Regions from separate parts of the Zea mays genome. Here region 2 is linked to region 1. A link is a contact called in public Hi-C data. All regions are on one chromosome and are shown on one strand. Each heading gives the region's core, a stretch centred on a gene start, on an enhancer-like site or on the middle of the called end of the contact. The rest is flanking DNA. Distances are from core to core; before and after follow the strand shown. Region 1 holds the start of LOC100276101. Region 2 holds the start of LOC100286156.

The links. Hi-C and Micro-C count contacts between places; a contact is called where the count stands out from the background.
Region 2: a contact with region 1 is called in a Hi-C map of leaf, with 4 times the contacts expected there. The contact joins the promoter of LOC100286156 here to the promoter of LOC100276101 in region 1. A contact is called at or near these places in 3 of 25 Hi-C or Micro-C datasets (ear, leaf and tassel).

Annotation. Positions count from the first base shown.
Region 1 is chr1:194,980,588-194,984,821 of Zm-B73-REFERENCE-NAM-5.0, reverse strand. LOC100276101 reads left to right here and starts at 2,162. Exons shown (of 5, transcript NM_001374096.1): 1 at 2,162-2,526; 2 at 2,616-3,237; 3 at 3,988-4,234. The coding sequence starts at 2,751.
Region 2 is chr1:195,299,368-195,304,053 of Zm-B73-REFERENCE-NAM-5.0, reverse strand. LOC100286156 reads right to left here and starts at 2,031. Exons shown (of 2, transcript NM_001159044.2): 1 at 1,741-2,031; 2 at 1-1,660. The coding sequence starts at 1,544.

The DNA of each region.
Region 1 (4,234 bases), core at 913-3,412:
TGAGATAGATCTTATGTGATGTAGAGTATTGGCCAACATTAGTTATACGTTCAGTGAAGCATTTATGACAACATTCGTTAGTATGATCTTTCCAAGCGTCGATGGTCGTATTGAGAGTTGAAGTTATTATAACTAAGGCCTTTTTTGAAATCCTAGAGCTAATAGTTAGTCAGATAATAAACTAATAATTAGCTATGAGTTAGATAAAATTTAGTTTGGGGTATTATGCTATTCGCAATGGACAATATCATACACATTAATGTGACACCACATATGATTTTTTTTGCTGATGTGGCAAGATATTTAATAGTAGAGAGAAGTTGTATGTTAAGTAAGATAATGTTTCACATGCTATCTTAGGTTATGACATAAAAATAATGCTTGAGTCTATTTTCATAGACACACCATCAACCATCACATCAATTAAATAATTAAAACATATATGTATGATATTATACATTGTGGAGGGTGTATCATGTAGTTGTATCATACTTTTCATCCTATATGATATTTTTTGATATTGAAGTATGATACTTTGAGAATAGTCTTAACTAGCTGCGTTTGGACTTTTACAGCTAATTTTAGCATGTACCTATTAGCTATAAAGGTTGCAACAAGACCTAACAATACCATTGGACTTTGCCTTAGACCAAAACCGCTTTAATCTATCTAGAAAGCATCAAGGAGTCGTTTGGTTCATAAAACGTAACGTAAATAGTTATGGTAATAATCCACGCTTAAGTGCCAACGGTAATAAGTTTAAATATACCAATACTTTCTAGTGCGGTATTTGATTACAATTAAACTTAAATAAATATAATTTAACATTATCAGTTATCCATCATTTTACAAATATGCGAACCAAACACCATCTAATATAGATGCGACATGAAATGGGGATATGAAGTGAAGCTTTGATAATTGTGGTCAAAAGCGTGGTTTTAAGACATGTGAGAGAGACCATAACTGAGGTCAAAAACGTGGAGGACTATACAGAGACTTGTACTCTCTCTCTTTTGAAACAAATGCTGCGGCAACTACCCGTTTTGACTAGCATTTAAAGAACAGTTTGGAATGCAGTTTTTTTTTGGGTCTAAATTTAACGGGAACCTATGCCGGACCTGCTATGCATATCATGTACTCCAAATCTCTCTAAACCACCCTCATCTAATCTAATCTAGGGCATGCTTGTTTTAGTTTTTTTACTAGCCTTTCTGAGAATCTAGTCGTAAGAATAATTTGGCTGTATAGCAGATCTAAGTACGTACGTATGAAGGGTCCGTACGATTTAGAATCTTAGAAGTGATAGATTTTATCGTGACATTTCGATCGATTGTGTGCTTACATTGATTTTAAATAGTTTTTTTTTCAAAACGATCCTATAAAACAGGTAAAAAATTAGACGTTTAAGAGTCCATAGAATCAGAAAAAAGTTGAAACAAACGGAACTAGACCTAATCTAACGCTCTAACGCTGCCGATGTGGGAGATTGTACTATGGCAGATATGCCACGGAGTCACGGACTGCCCATGCCACATGCAACTTATTCACGCAGTGCTATATACAGCTAACCTACAGCTAACCCCTTATTATTGTGCATCCACCTTTCAAAAAAAATACAGTATATTTTTTCTTTGTGTATTCTTGGCGAACGCATGGAAACTTAATGATTTCATATGAGGAGCTGTAATGTTTTGATCACTCGTACCGGTATGTATGTATTTCGAATCCACCAATTTAAACGAAAAAATGTTTGTTATGACAATCCAAAGATAGTGGATATAAAACACGTTTGTCGACCGCCCTGCACGCAGACTTTCTAGTCGAAATACACACATGTCGCTGGGCCGGTGTCGGAAAGTTTGGTTGCCATTTGCCAATGGCTCGTACTACCGAGATATTGGTTTCATTTCCTCCGATGCTTACCGGGCCTCCATTAGCCCCTTCTGTTTGTCTATCTGGGCCTCGTCACCTCCGATGCGGCCCAGAGCCACCCATGCAGATGCAGCGGGTCCCACTGCAGGGACACCAGCGACGGAGACACGCGTCGTACGCGGTCTCCGATGCACTCCACACTCCCCCCTTCCCTCACAACTCGTGCCCTTCGTGCTTCTATTCTATACCTGAGTGACCACCCGCTAACCACAGTCACCACCGCTAACCACAGTCCACAGCCCAAAGCGGCGGTCGCTCCCCCGCTTAAACCCTCGAGCCCGCTTAAACACCGACGAGGCGAACGGACCAGAGTCGGCGAGCCCCCAGGAGCCGACTCCGCCTCCGGCTCTGACCAGTCTTTAGACCCCCCCCCTGTCCCAGGCGACGACGAAACCAGCAGCGCTGCGCAGCGCCGACCACTCCGGGAACCTCACGATCCAGGGGAGATGCTGGTCGCCGCCGCCGCCTCGCCGTCGCAGCCGTGAACCGGTTTCCCCAGGGCGGAGGGACTTGGGCTCAGATTCGGCGGATCTTGGGCTGGTCTCGTGCATTCGAGCCGCTGCAGGCGTCTGGGTAACCGCTTCTCTCGAGGTATTTCGGCCGCCGAGCACGGGCGCGAGCCCGCGATTTCTTAGGGTTTCTTTTATCCGTCCGCTCCCTGATTCCTGTGCTGTTTGCAGGAAAAGGAAACCAAAGCTGCTCGGCCAACTTTGGGATCAAGGATCGGCGAAAAGGAAAAGAAAAAAGGAGGGATCTTTTTGGGAGGGTCTGTTTGAGCCTTCGGGGTTACCATAGCCTCGGGCAACACCGTGCTAATGGATTTCTTCAAGATTAAGAAGCTCGCGAAGGGGAAGAAGAGCGCCGGGGGTGGGGGAGAGGCAGTTGAATCCGACGACGACAGCGCCGGGGGTTTGACCCCCCGGGGCCTGGAGGAGCTGAAGCCGGGCATTGGGGAGAGGACCAATGCCGAGGCGGCGGCAGAGGGTACAGGCGCGGGCAATGGGGTGGTTGAAGAAGAGGAGGAGGAGGACTATGAGGACGACGATGATTTCATCACCAATGAGGTGAAGCGGAGGCTCAAGGAGCTCAGGAAGAACAGCTTCATGGTGCTCATCCCTGAGGAGGAGTGTGCCGAGGTCGAGGATGACAGCGGGGAGGAGGAAGGGGGCAGCCCCAGGGAGTGGCTGGAGACGGGCGTTGGCGATGGCTTCCCGCTGTGTGGGTTTGATTCACTGTATGATAAGTACTGCGAGAGGATGCTGGTGTTTCATAAGATGATCGCGCAGCTCATGAAGGATCCAGGTAAAAGATGTATCATGCAGCTGACTATGGATCATGGATGTTCTCCTATATGCTTGGTTGTAGCTTCTCACATGCAGTTGGTTGTAATGTGATGCCGTGTGATTATGCATGTACCTAGTCTGATGCTATAATTTAGCATGTTTGTCTTGGATACTTCTTAGTTATCAAGGCCCAGTTGTTGCTATTCTACTGTTATAGATTATAGTCAACATGGCGACTTGCTAGCATTTTATATGGTCCCTACTGTAAAGAGGCTTAATGATGAAACAAGTGGTCCATGGTAGTTGCATGCGTAATTTGGTATGCCCACAATTTTCACTTGTATTCTTTCTCAAACATTTCCTCTTTTAGAATGAAGCCGTAGCATCAGACACCTTAGCATGGGCAAGAAAAACACAATCAACCACTGTTGTCATCTTGTGCTTAGCAGTACTCAGATATTGGAGTCCTAGATTTTTTTTTTGTGACTCGGGTAGTCAGGTCGGGCACCTATGTACCAGTGTTGGATTCAGGTGGTATTTGGTGTGAAATATTATGTTTCTCTTCAGCATATTTTATTTACTGCTTTCAGGATTCAGGATTTAGTATCCGCTCTAGCAGCGTAATTTTTCTTTTGTCTTTACTATTGCTTAATGGATTTGACATTGTCATTTTGCTGCTGTTTGCTAGACTGCCAATGATTTTTCAAATATTTAAATAACCCCATCTGCATACTTTAGCTATTCTGATGGTTCGGAAAAACCTCTGTAGAGTCACTGAACACGCCAAAAAAGTCTCCAAGATCAGCATCAAAATTGGCGTCTACTCTACGCAGCCTCTCATTCAAAAGAAAGGATGAGCTCCCAGAAGATTGTGAACAACTTCAACAACAGCAAAGTGCAGATGATCCACATCAGACACTTGAGACTGCATATGTTGCTCATGTTTCATTAAGCTGGGAGGCTCTGCATTGCACCTATGTGCACCTGAGTCTTATTGTTGCAGCACAACCTGATAA
Region 2 (4,686 bases), core at 782-3,281, 320 kb before region 1:
AGGAAGTCGAACCGGTCCTGTAGCTCGTCGCCCTTGCCGCGGAAGGCCTTCAACGCCTTGTTCATGTCGTTGGAGCCTTCCGCGAACCCTACGTTCTTCAGGAACTTCACCTTCTCCTTCAGTGACTTCTCGGCGATTTCGTCGCAAGGCGGCAGGCGGCTGACCTTTAGCCCTAGTGTGTATTTCATTAGTTGGCGTGGCTCTTCCCTTATGATCTTCCACAGACGCTTCTTCCCCACGCTGAGGTATGTAAGGATGCTGTTTGCCTTCTTCACCCGAGCGGAACCGAGCATCGAGGCGTTCGCTACCACGAACTTCTTAATATCCTCCTCGCTCACATCGATGTCAGTTAAGAATAGCGTAACGCTCTGTATGTTCCTCGCAAAACTCCTCGCCTGTACGTCTGGGAAGTCCAGGAAAAGATTGAACAGGTCTCCTTTTCCGGACCCTGCTTTCAGCATAATGACAACTGCCCTAAACAGTGCATTTCCAGAGCCATCCAACAAGAAATCTGGGTGTTGCCTGATCAGTTTACCAATACCCTCGTTATCGAATCCCAATTCAGCAAGAAACTGAGGAACTTCAACCATCTTTCTCCAATTATACGACTTCTTTACGGATAAGAACTGACCAATCCAGTCTCTCTGAATGCCAATGTCATCTAGCCACTCTATGATCTTCAATTCGGCATGTGGGCCACATGTCAACACGGCAGGGCAACAGGCCATAAGCTTTATCACAGTGGACTTACTGAACCCTAGATCCTCAAGAGCTCTGAGCTTGGACGCAAGCACACCATCACCAAAACTGAAAGCCTCCGCAGCACCAATGTATATCTGCCCTATCTTATTGCGCATAACCCCATAATTGCAAAGAACACGGTAGTTCTCCAGCACCGTCTCGTCATCGGAAAGAAACATGAGATCCCGACGCAGAAAGGGTTGGTACTCACTCGGCTTGAGGCCCATGCTCTCGAAGAATGGCTCGAACTCATTGATCGGATAATACCTGAATAGACGCTCCAACGCCTTGGTGGCCCTCTCATCCCTTATCTCCTTTGTCTTCACCTTTGACCTGAACGCTGCCTCATCCCCCTCCACAGGGTCCTTGATAGCATCCTTCACCTGGTGCAGCAGATTGCTCACAAAGACAGGTGAGTGCTTGCTTATATGCTCCGCGTCGGGAAAGCTCAGCCCCCGTGTGACATGGAGGTACTCCATGAAAGTCTGCTGTGCGGTCCAGAACACCCGCATCTTCTTCATTCGATTGACCTCCTTATCCGCCATTACCGCCCCATCGTCATGATCCAAGGGTTTCTCATCCCTAACATGTGCAGGAGCAGGCGAGTAAGCCCGCAACTGATACCTGTGACCGATTGGAGTGTCCCCCCACCAATTCAAAACAGCCGATGATTCTTCACCATCCTGGGTATCAGTAGCACACCGGTGTGGTGCTCGGTACGGCTCACCGTGTTCCACAATGAGCTGAACCAGGGGAACCCGCCGGAGGCTGCGACCAGCCCTTAGTGCGCTGCGGAGGATCATGGGGAAACCAAGCTAGAAGCGCTGGCAGGACGGCAAGAAAAGCGCGCCAGCTTTGGGGTGCTACTCCACGGTCGCCATCGATGACGACTCCAGCTTCCGCACCCTCAGCGCCCAGTCTGCACGCGAAAATAAAAGTACGCCAAATAAGGCAAATGTTAAGATCGATATTCCCCGCGGCCGCAAGATGCCTTCATACCAGAAGGAGAGCGTGCCAAGTGAAGTAGCACGCTGCTGCTGCTGCTGCTGCTGAGGCGGCGGCGTCAAACGGTCGCCGGCGCAGGATCGTGCAGTGGCAGCCGGTGCCCGAGCTCCTTGGTGGAGAGGGGCGGGCAGATGAGGCGGCCGCGAAGAAGGCGCAGACCGCGCGAGGACGTGGGATGACGCAAGCTGCGGGGCGCGCGCGGTGCACGAGTACGAGACGGTGCGGTCGGCGGCGGAGAAGTTGAGTTGGGGCGGGGAACCTGGGGTTTGGGTGTGCTCCGGCGACGAGGAGTGGAAGTACCTGATGGGCCGTCGCGCGAGGATCAAAGGCTTCAAAGCCCAGAAAAGTGTTTATTTATATATCTCGTCTTTTGCATAATTAATTGCCTCATCAAATGGAGAAATGCAAAAAAAGAAATCTTACAGCCAATCGCAACGGTGAGATTTAAATTACGTCATTTCAATGTTCAGGATTTCTATTTTTTATTTGCAAATTGTGGTTGTAGCACAAATTTAGATGCTCATATTTTACGTATATCCGCACCTGCTAACGTATACCGTACCATTAGTAGCATAATATAATGACTAGATATGTGCCCGTGTGTTGCCACAGAAGTAAAAAATAGTATAAAACATATATACGAAACGACAAGCATGGCGTATGCGGAGGGAAGGCGGGGGCACGGCGGGTGGGAGCCGCATGGCGCATTGCGTAGGTTTTTGCGATGGGGCGCACGGTGTTGTAGAGTCATCGTGGTGGAGGAGGCCGCGGAGTCGTCGGCGCAAATGTCATGGAGCTACAATAGCAGTTTATGGAGGTTGCGGAGGTCGCGTGCGGAGATTGGCTATCCGACGCAGGTGGGCGAGGGTTTCGTGGAGTCGGAGCTCCGTGTGCGTGGAGTCGCGTGGATGTCGCGGAGGTGGGGGCACACGTGGAGAGGGGAAGTGGGGGCACAAAGATAGTCTACACTATTGACTTAATAGATAGTAGAGATTGAACAGATAAATCTTAAGAATAACAAATCACCTAGAAAACATTAATAAATAAAATGAACATAAAAATAATAAACATTTTCATATTTCAAGACATAGTTATCTTTTCTTTTGAAGGTCACCATTACACCAAAATAATAAACATAGTGTTCAGCTACAATAATAAACATACTGTTCAAATTTACAAATACGTATCTAAACACTATATTGCTAATTTTTGGCACCCAAAAGGTTTCAAAAAAACTGAAAGGTTATAAGCACTATATTGGTCACCTTTACCTTCATATAAATTTTACTTTCATACAAAGTCAGATAAAAAAATATTTTTTAAAAATAAAATGCTACGTAAGGGAGTGAATAAATAGCCCTCGACTTATTCATTAGCATATGAACAATAACCTTTTTTCATTTGGCCTCATACGGAGGTAGATTTATTGTGAAACTAAGGCCCCGTTTCAATCTCACGGGATAAAGTTTAGCTTCCTGCTAAACTTTAGCTATATGAATTGAAGTGCTAAAGTTTAGCTTCAATTACCACCATTAGCTCTCCTGTTTAGATTACAAATGGCTAAAGGTAGCTAAAAAATAGTTGCTAAAGTTTATCTCGCGAGATTGAAACAGGGCCTAAACCTTTTCGTTTGACCTTGATATGGAGATAGATTCGAAAATTATACTCTTGAAAGGGAAATGTGCCCTTGTGCCATTTCTAAGGATTTTGGTGATTAAGTGTCCAACACAAATGCCTTAAGTATTAATAAGTGTCAAATAGTGGATGAAGTGAAAATCAACACAAAGTTATGATTCTAGACTTAGTACATTGGTTTTTGTGTACTAACATATTTGTCTAAGTGCTAGAATAAGAGAAAACACAAAAGGAAAAAAGACTTGACTGGAGCTGCCAAGACTCTGCGCAGTCTGGATGCACCGGACAGTGTCCGGTGCGCCAGGCTGGCGTCTGGTCAACTGGCCGCTCTCGGGAATTCGTCGGCGGTGTACGGCTAAAATTCACCGGACTGTCCGGTGAGCCAACGGTCGGCCACGCCAACGGTCGGCCGCGCAATCCGCGCGTGACGCGTGGCCGAGCCAACGGTCTGATGGGGGCACCGGACTGTCCGGTGCGCCAACGACTCTAAATCTTCAACGGTCGGCTGCGCCAATTTAGGAAAGCAATCTGCACCGGACACTGAACAGTGTCTGTCCGGTGGCACACCAGACTGTCCGGTGCGCCACCCGACAGAAGGCAAGAATTGCCTTCCTGGATTGCTCTCAACGGCTCCTAGCTGCCTTGGGGCTATAAAAGGGACCCCTAGGCGCATGAAGGAGAACACCAAGCATACTCTGAACATTCTAAGACTCCCGCACTCCATCCTCGCACACTCGATTGACATTCTTAGTGATTTGAGCTCCGTTCTAGTGGTGAACTTGTTGTGTTTCATTTGAGCTCAAGTCTTGGCTTGTGTGTGTGCATATTGCTGGGATTTGTGTGTGTTGCTTCCCTCCTTTACTCTAGTGCTTTCACTTTGATATTTGTTATAAGGGCGAGAGACTCCAACTTGTGGAGATTCCTCGCAAACAGGAAAGGTGATAAGAAAAAGGAACACCGTGGTATTCAAGTTGATCATTGGATCACTTGAGAGGGGTTGAGTGCAACCCTCGTCCATTGGGACACCATAACGTGGAGCAGGCAAGTTTTGTACTTGGTCGAATCACGGGATAAACCAGTGTGTCTACTATGTTATTTCTCTGTGGTTTCTGTGTTTCACAAGTACTCCTCTCCATCCACTTGATCCTATTGCACTAACACTTAACCAAGTTTTTGTGGCAATAAATTTTAAGTTTTACAGGATCACCTATTCACCCCCCTCTAGGTGCTCTCAATTGGTATCAGAGCCGTTCTCTTCACGAAAGGGACTAATCGACCGAAGGGATGGATCCTAAGGCAAAGGGG